Regions from separate parts of the Zea mays genome. Here region 1 is linked to region 2. A link is a contact called in public Hi-C data. All regions are on one chromosome and are shown on one strand. Each heading gives the region's core, a stretch centred on a gene start, on an enhancer-like site or on the middle of the called end of the contact. The rest is flanking DNA. Distances are from core to core; before and after follow the strand shown. Region 1 holds the start of LOC100284527. Region 2 holds the start of LOC100272307 (60S ribosomal protein L37a-like).

Region 1 (5,147 bases), core at 2,497-4,996, 490 kb before region 2:
AGTTCTGATGAGCGAGAACTCGAGGGCCACTCCTCTGGAACTGGAAAATGTCATCTCAGAACTCGTCAAGGCTCTCGCGGACATACTGTACAGCTCACCTGATTCCGGCACGGAAGAGATTGTGCAGGCGATGGTCAATGCATCAGCCTCAGTTGGCTCACCATCAGAGAGAAGGTTCAGGCCAGGATGCAGATGATCACCCGGTAGAGGCGCGCTGTCCAAGGAGGAGCGCTCTCCGAGGAGCGCATGGAGGGAGAGAGCCGGGCAGAGAAGACCGTCGGGGAGGGAGCTCGTCGGGAGGAGCCAGGGAGGAGCAGCGCAGACGAGCGCCAGGGAAGACCGTCGGGGAGCACCAGGAGGAGCAGCGCAGATGAGCTCGACTAGCGCCGGGAGGGAGAGGATAGAGAGAGGGAGAGGAGGGCAAGGCGCGGTGCAGACAGTCGGTCGTGGATCCGTTCTAAGAAACGGACTGTCGTAACAACGAGTTGAGCGCCGGCTAAATCGGACTCAGATACCAAAAATCCAAAGTTCAACGGATTATAATAATAAAATTCCAATTACACTGTTCGGGATACCTATTTTCAGAAGCCCAGTCTTGGTGATACCACGGTTTCAAAAAACTCAGCCTCCCGCGGCTTTTCCACGCGCTCCACCCACGCGATCAGTCCAGCTCTAAACGGCGATCGGTTTGACTAGTCGGTATGCGGGAGTGTTCAGTTCACTCGATACTGGTCACGTTGAAATTTGGATCCGATAGACCAATACCGATTGATCAGTCGGTTACATGTACCCGACTTCGGCATCAACTTACCAATCAATTTTAGCAATGTGACGGTCCACATGTATCACATCAGTTAGTCATTGCGTGTATTTGCTTTTAAAACGTTTGAAGTTAAAAATAAGACAAAAAATTCAAAAAAAATATAGAATCCAATCTATAAATAAATGAGCATTTTGGGTTTATTCCCACCTCTTACTCTTTATTTTACTCACCTTCCTTGGCATTCTAGTCTTTCACTCTCTATTTCAATATGGATCCTAAGTGGATTCAGAACTTTCAAATCTCCACCAACTTGCTCAATCTTCACAACTTCTCGATCGTACAATTTAAATACACTATGTCTATATTTGTATTTAAACTATATGGTTCGTGACAAGGCCCAACCCGTATTGGGGCCAACCAGCAACCCAGTCTAGAGGGATTCCAAAGGCAAGTGCGTGGCTGTGGGCCAGAAGCAGTCCACGCCATTGCCCGCTCTAGTTACAGGCATGTGGACTAGGGTTAACGGTACCGTTTTTGACCGAATTTCGCCCTGCGACGAAACGGGGAAAACCAAATTTCGCATATTCCGACCGGTTTAAATTTTCAAATTTGACTAACCGAATCTCGCACTTTCCTATCGGATTTCGCTAATTTTTGACAATTTTTTATAGAATATGTTTGTATTTTATTCAAATCATGTTGTACAACGAATAACAATATATTTACAAATATTTTGATGCACAAAAACACATAAAACATACATGTGCAAATAGCAAACCGTAATTTGAGTGCAACACCGCAACCTGGTCACGTCGATCTACTCGATTTAACTAACAAAACTATATATACAAGTTGTTTGCCTCGCTTTAATCCGAAACGGCTTCTACTATTTCTATGGTGTTTTGTCTATATATACTACGGTTCCAGCAGTCTGAACAATTGACTTTAATCCGAAGCGAACAACTAGATAACCTAGCTTGATCTACTCGTTATGTAACTAACACTAAGCTCCCTAACAAACACATATGGAGTACAGTGAATAATTGATTCTACAACTATTTAACCATATAAGTACCGAGATCAGCTGTTGGACGGTCGAGAAATGATGCACCCCGAGTGAATCTCGTCCGCTTTGGGAGCGGTTTCTACACTGCCGCCGTCTAGACACGAGAAAAAAGAGTGGAGCGAAGAGTGAATGAGCTCAGGTAACTACACAGCAGTGTGAAGCCCAGGTATCCTATTTTTGAACGTTTAATTTTTGAACTTTAAATATTTTTTAGCTGTTAGGACCATCTAGTTTTTTTATTGGTTTTATTCCCATTTTTATGTTTTTTTTGAAATTCAATAAAATTAAACGAAAATTTCGAAATTTTATCATGGTTTTTGTTACCGCCGGTGAATCTCGCTCGAGATTGCAATCCGTGTGTGGACTGTGGAACCAATTGGGCAAGCGGGGCTAGGCAAAGGGCGGAATTCGCCGCGGCATGTGTCGAGTAGAGAGAAACGTGGATGGGGAACTCCAGCGCCCCGTCCCAGGCTCCCAGCTATATACAGCACGTGCCAGACACAAAAGGTGCGTGTGTGTGTGCGCGCGCGCAGCACGTGGCAGCCGGACTCCAGGCATAACGTGAGTAACATTTGCTGCAGACCCTTGCTTTGTCTCCTAGCGAGTACAATTGTTGTATGTACAAGTGCTAGCTACGTCGAGTTGTTGGTTGACGAGTCAAGAACTGAAATGAGCTTTCCTTCCCTTGCCTTACATTACAATCAGAACTCAGAAGAAGAAGAAGACTGACTCAGGCCTTGGAGGATACCACTAATAAGATGGTGTAACCTTCGTTACGTTTACCCTGTCTGGATCTAGCTGCTCTGAGGAGTGCTGCCATGAGCCCCAGCAAGGTCAGATCAGATGCTTCCACATGCCTTTGGGCTGAAGATGACGATACTCTGCCAATCCTGATTCCTGAATGAGAAGCAATGGTTGTCACAGTCACGGCACGGAGCTGGCAATAAAAAGAACCAAAGGCGTCTCTTGATTCCATCATCTTGAGAATTACAGCAAGACAAGAGGCCGTGGTCACATACATGGTGCTGTTACAGATACACTACACAGCAGGAAGCAGGAAGGTTTGCGAGAACAGAACGAACAGGTTCCCTCCACGGATTACATGATCAGTTATTCACACTATCACAAATAAGTATTACCGAATCTTGGCAGTGGTAAAAGAGAGAGAGTGGGACTAAAGAAGCGGTGGAGAGAAAAAATTTAAGCTATCAATTTCTATGGAGACATAGCACGATAGCAGCAGTTTTGCTGAGTGCTCGCTTCGCGTTCGCGGCTACAGGTGCAGCAGCGTGTCGCAGCGCCAGTCCATCTCGTCGGCCGCGGGGTCCGGCACGTTCAGGTCGAACGGAAGCGGGGAGCACCGCGGCGGCGCGGCGGTCTCGTCGCCACAGCCCGGGCCCGACGCGCCGTCCTCGCAGAGCGCCGACGAGGAGGAGCCGCAGTAGCTGCGGCAGTCCTCCTCGGCGGCCGGGGCGCGGAGGATCCCGACGGGCGCGCCGCCGCCGCTGCCGCCGCTCCAGGACTCGACGGTGCTGCTGTGGCTAGACGTCGCGGCGGGGGCGGCTGGCGGCGCCACCGTGGCTGAGATGGAGGCGGAGGGGAAGTTGGTCCTGGCGGCGGCGCCGCGGATGGTCCTGGCGGCCGCGTCGTAGGCGTGGGCCGCGGCCTCGGCCGACTCGAAGGTGCCGAGCCAGATCGGGGTCTTCCTGGCCGGGTCCCGGATCTCGGCCGCGTACCGCCCCGACGGGCGCCGCCTCACCCCGCGGTACTTCACCTCCGGCCCAGCGTCCCCCGGCGTCATCGGGACCGGGACCGGCGGCGGCCTTGCCCGCCGCATCCCGCTCCTCCTCCTCTTCCTCCCTCCCTCTCTGCCCTGCCTTGTCCTCCTCCTCGGCGACTCCGCGTTTGGCTTGGCCCGGCCCCGCCCCGCCCCGCCCCGAGTGGCCTTTCTTTTCCTTTCCTCCCGCAGTCCCGCCCGCGGCTGCTCCTGTTTGGTCGGCACGGCCCCGCGGAGGCTGAAGCACCGGGGCCCGCCACGACCCGGGCGCCGCGTCGGTCTGTTGAGTCTTGATTTCCCCGACCGCGTCACCACGTCCACGTCCCAGGGTCGGTCGGTCGGTCGGCCGGCTGCCTCTGCCTGCCGCGGCCTCCTCCTGTCCTATCGTATTCGTCGCCACCGCATCTAGGGATGTAATCGGATCGGATACGGACGGATATTACTAATATTATATTTGTTTTCATTTTTTTATTCGGATTCGAATTCGAATATCTTCGGATACGAATACGAATACGGATTGTCTCGGTTACGGATACAGATTGTCACATATCGAATACGGAACGAATCGGATGCGAATATCTTCGGTTACGAATATTTTCTTCGGATATAAAGACACATCATTCATTCATATATAGCATCCAGATTCAAATGTCACAACCGATCAGGCTAATAGACAGATAAAGCTAAGTAAATAGGCAAGCAGTCATGAGCGTGAGCCATCAGCATTGCTAAATGCTAAGTACTATACTGCGTACATGTCACAATAGAACTAGCTACCAGCTACCAGCTAGCAGCCAAAATGTCGTAGCAGCTACCAGCTAGTGCCAAAATGTCACAATAGTACATGCCTCTCCAAACTAGAACTACATTGTCATTACTACATTAAGGATTAAGTGTAGCAGCTACCAGCTAGCGCCAAAATGTCGAAAACCAAGATTTAAGCATCATCTTAGGCTTCAGAGCACTGAAACTTGTGAAACAGACTCCCATGAACAGCTGCAGAAAAATCATAACTCCATATCGCTGCCCTCATCCTCACTATCCTCACCATTTCCTTCATTGTCAACTTGGTTCTGTCCCTACAGATAGTGCATATTAAATTGAAACATAGTATGTCAATTGTCAACAACAGCAAGTAATTGAAATAAATACTAACCTCTTCAATTGTCGAGCTATATTCATTTTCATCTGCCATGAACTCCTCAACAATTGACGGTACCTTATCATTGCGATCTAAAAGTGATAAGATAAAATATTTAGCAGCAAGCAAAACAGGAACAACAAGTATGTATTGTCAGTTTTACCTTTGTTAGATGCAAGATTCCAGTCTTTGGTACAAACTAATGCCTCCACAGTCTCAGGCTCTAAACGGCTGCGATATTTACTCACAACACGCCCACTCGAACTGAAAGCACATTCTGAGGCCACGGTAGAGACTTGAACAGCCAATACATCACGAGCAAGACGCGAGAGAACAGGATATGTAACTTGGTTGGCCTTCCACCATGATAATATGTCAAATTGTAGACCTTTACCAGTAG
Region 2 (4,707 bases), core at 74-2,573:
CTTGAGCATGTACCATATTTGCCAACAATTCCAGCCTTCTTGGTGCGCTTCGTCTGCATAGGCATTATAAAAACAAAATAAATCACAACTGCTCACTAAAATTATTCAATGCAATATAACTGGTAAGTGTAAAGCTGCAACTTTTCAAGAATAAAGTTAGTATCAATATAAAAGATTGCACACACTCAGGTACCTTAACAATCAACAAGAGAAAAATATAGTTTCTTAAACAATAGATATGTAGACCACTAAAAAACATTAAGGTCAGTTAGTTGCTATTAACTCTCCACTAGCAGCAAGAGAGAATTTACCCGATATACATTTGACAAGCAAAGGCATAATAACTAAAATCAACAAAGGAGAAAAGTATTATAAGCCACTGATTTATACATTAGGTGTTCAAAGGCTAAGCTTTGCATTGGATACTACTTTCATGTTGCATGCTGCCTGGTGCAGTGGAGTGGCTACTGATGGCATGGCAAAGGTGTCAGGCTAGTTTGCCTTTGTGCACTAAACTAACAATGAATTTTTCCAATTTGCTAGAACTTGCACAAACACTAAGGACGAAAACCACACATACAGCATACCTCAAAGGACTCATAAAATACTGTGTGGAATTTACATTCAACATGTTGTCAATTAACAAGATCACCAAGAACACTTTAGGGCTTAAATGTGGAGTAGAAACATATAGTTAGCTTCCTGCCCTTACTGTAGCAGTTTTTGGATGATGTCTTGTGGCCTTTACCCTTTAGCTTTACACAGTTTGTGCCTCACCCTAGGAAACCTGAGATAGCAACTTCTCCAAACATATAATGCACAAAAGGCAGCGTGCCACCCTAAATTGCATATTCAAGGCTAGCACATTCCAAATACCCGCATGACCCTAGCAGCAGGCTAGCAATATATTGCACTTTAAAGCGCGAGCTATTCCAGACTAACAGTGTTACGACCAACGGGCTTAGATTTACATGAAAACACAGGAACACAACGACTGATCCAAAGTATGATTGTTGTACATGATCCTAATCCCGAAAACTAAACTATTGAGCCTGGCCGAATACATATCGAACAGGAGCTGGACTGCGAAGTCAAGCACTCTAGATCTCGCGCGAACAAGCGGCCAGACAGAACTGGGCATCGGCTGTACGACAAACAAGGTCACACGAAGAATGGGAGGAAGAGGTGAAGGCGTGAAGCGGCATACCATTTCGGCGACGGGAAAGCAAGCGAGGTACGGGGCGGTAGCAACGGCAGGTGTGGCGGCGCGCGCTAGGGTTAGACTCGACAAAGACGCAACGAGGCACGAGAGACAAATTATATGGGAGGTGCTGGGGTTTCGTGTAAGTATATATGGATCGGGCCTCTGTGCTGTTATGGGCCGGCCAAAATGGAGTATTGAGACACGAGAGAGAAATTGTATTGGCCTTTTTTTTCTCCGGGTAACAAAATTAGACATCCAACGTCTTTTTTTTTCAGCTTCCTCAACCTATGAGAGGGTGTGTTTGGTTTAACTTTCTCATCCTATAAATAAAGCCGATACTTATTTAGATATTTTTTTATTTTTTCCCTAAATGATATTATAGCATCTCTAACAGATTACGGGTGTGTTCAGTTTAGCTTTTGACTTTTGGCTTTTACTTTTGTCTTGGAATTCAACTTTGGCCTTGGAATTTATAGTTTTAACCCCGAGCTCTTCTGTATTCAGGGCCCAGTCTAGATATATGAGAAGTTGATTAAAATAAATACAGAAATTATTTTTAGTGCAAAAATAAAGTCTCAATCTTGGGAAAATCATAACTCTATGAATTTGACTCATTTTTTATCCATTCCAGTTGCATTAATCTCACATTAATATTGTTTATCATCTAGTAACCTTGTATTACCATGAAACCTATGATTAAAACATTGTACGTCCTTTGCTTTAAGTAGACACTTAAACCATCGAAAAATCATAACTTTATAACTGTAACTCCGAATTTAGTGGTTCTCGAACCTAGGATATAGTTACGATGTGTAGATCATTATTATGCAATATGTTCTCATGATTGGTGTGATGTTAATTTTGCTTATACCATGCTTGTTTGTATTGTTGCGACTAGCAGCGAGGTTACGAATCACTTGAAGACCAAGTTGGTACCTGGGAATCTCGAGTCTAAGGCAAATTGTGCCCTTTATCACTCTTCTTTACCTAATAATGACCTTGTTAATCACTGTGACATGCTCAGGTCAATTTGATGGGACCTAATAGGTTTCCCTAACATTGTTTATCCCCCACCTTGCAAACAGATGAACTATGGGGTAGATTTGTTATTGCTCTACCAGGTTTTGGGAAATTAATGTTATATTATGAACATGTTCCAATTATATTGTTGTTTTAATAATTGTTCATGCTAAGATCATCATGTCAATTGGAACATGGAGAACCACTGGGAAAACAGTGCCACCACAAGGGTGGATGGGACGCCCTTGGCTAAGTAATTAGGAAAGCTAGGGAGAGATTACCTTACCCGAAAGGGGCAACGGAGGCGTCGCTGCAGAGTATAGGGAGGTTCTCGGGTCGAATTGCTGTGATGGCGGTTCGGACGAGGGATTCCTATGCTTCCTTCTTCTTGAGACCGTAGTGAGTATTCTCGAACTAGTGGAACTTTGGAAAGGCCTCGTAGTGCTACCATGTCTTGCTTCCTTGGTAGAGGTGTATGGGGTCCATACAACCCCGTGGCAAATGGGTAACACGGCTTGTGGGTAAAGATGTGCAACCTCTGCAGAGTGTAAAACCGGTATATCAGTCGTGCCCACGGTCATGAGCGGCTCGGACCCTCACATCAGTAATTTATGGAACTAAACTTAATTTTCCATATGCATTGCATTGTGGGTGTTATTATTAATCTTGATCCCTTATTTATTTGGGTTGGTATCTACTTATACTTAGTAACTGCTAATAAAATTTTGACCAACTTTAAAAGAAATTGTCATACCCGGTTTTGGAAGGCAAACCGAATGCGGACCATGTACGTGCCAGGATCAGAAACTCACGTACACAACGATTACATAATTGGACATCATCACACATTGCTCAAAGTAAATAGCAGAAAGGTACTTTATTACATCAGGATGTCCAAGACATCCACAGAGTCTATAACATAGTCATTAATATCATCAAAGTGCGGAATATAAAACGTAGTAGATAAGGCCTTCACAGGCAGCTGACTGGTGGTTTGCCACTAACATAACTAGAACTCGTCGTAGTCCTGGAACTCCTCAAAGTCCTCCATGTCGCCAGCATCTCCCACTAAGCACTGAATACAGTGGGGACAATCTGGGGTGGGGTGGGTTTTAAAGCAAGGGTGAGTACACATCAACGTACTCAACAAATATCCCGTTTGGCTAAAGTGGACTAGCTGTATGTGGAGTTAAGGTTAAGTAGTTGCTTTTAGTTGGTCAAGTATTTATTACTAATAGTAGAGCTAAATTTTAATAATAAACCCAGTTATTACCCAAATATACTCCCTTCGGCAGGAAATACCAGAGATCATAATTATAACCATCATTATTAAACATCATCATAAAAAGTATCCAAAGTTATTCTAATCAAAGAAGATCCCAAGGCTGCTCTTAACCGTGAGCACGGTTGATATACCAGTTTCTAACACTCTACAGATGTTGCACACTTACCCAGAAGTCGTGATTCCCATTTTGCCCAAGGTTTTATCCTCCCCATTGATAACTACCATGGTGACCTAGTAGGGTCTCACTATGTAGCCTTTACAAAGATTCCCCAGAGGTCATAGTCACCCGTTAGGTTTCTCCAGTTTGATAAACACGGTACTTCTCCCAACAGGAAGGGTGACTAACAAAACCAAATCAAAGAACCTCTGCAACCAGCCTCGGTAGAGCAAGTATTATGCTCGGACCCCATTGACAACCCTACGACGAAGCCAACTACACCTCAGGTTCCTCTAATTAATCAGCTAAGGGCGTCCCATTCCACCCTCATGGTTGTACTGTTATCTCGGGTGGTCACTCAATGAACAGGTCCTTACGGAGAGGTACTCAGGAAACAGCCTGAGTCCCCTAGAGTATCACAAGATAATCATCGGGATAACATCATCGTATCATAAATATTTACATCATGTTCGTTGATTAAGTTAAAGCAATAGCATAAAGCTAACCATGATAACCCAAAAGATAAACAAGGATAAGGTAAATACAGACTAGTCAATCTTTAGGTTTCAATAAAGTAATGTGGGACATTGAATTATAAAGTATGTAGGACATAATAGGTCATATGACACTTGCCTTCACGAGGTTATTGCCCAGGAAGATCTTCGGCAACACACTCTGGAACCACGGGTTGCTCGCTGTCTAAACACAGCGATCATGCATTCAATACATTTGGGTAGAGACAAAGAACAATACACCAAACAATTGCAATCAAGTGAACACAAGTTTGACAGAGCAGTATAACACAAAAATGTAAACCTAAGTGCTAGGGTGGATTAGTACACTTAGAGATTAGTGATTTCCTAAATATTATGGTTTATATAATTTACTTCCACTAATTTTGGTGAGACACAAGATTATACCAGAGATAAATTCATACATGACATATTATAAATCTCACAAAATTAAACACCTAAATATCATTAGGGTTTCCCTTTTTATTTTCCTATTTCATAAGCAAATTATTACAACACTAACCTATAG

Evidence for each region. A called contact is a pair of places that touch in the nucleus more often than the background predicts.
Region 1: a contact with region 2 is called in a Hi-C map of ear, with 2.6 times the contacts expected there. The contact joins the promoter of LOC100284527 here to the promoter of LOC100272307 in region 2. A contact is called at or near these places in 5 of 25 Hi-C or Micro-C datasets (ear, leaf and tassel) and 1 of 3 datasets of contacts at active chromatin or transcription factors (leaf).

The regions. Positions count from the first base shown.
Region 1 is chr5:83,700,610-83,705,756 of Zm-B73-REFERENCE-NAM-5.0, reverse strand. It overlaps LOC100284527, which reads right to left and starts at 3,746. Exons shown (of 1, transcript NM_001372001.1): 1 at 2,774-3,746. The coding sequence starts at 3,666. The coding sequence ends at 3,103.
Region 2 is chr5:83,204,772-83,209,478 of Zm-B73-REFERENCE-NAM-5.0, reverse strand. It overlaps LOC100272307 (60S ribosomal protein L37a-like), which reads right to left and starts at 1,323. Exons shown (of 5, transcript NM_001317390.1): 1 at 1,208-1,323; 2 at 14-53. The coding sequence starts at 1,210.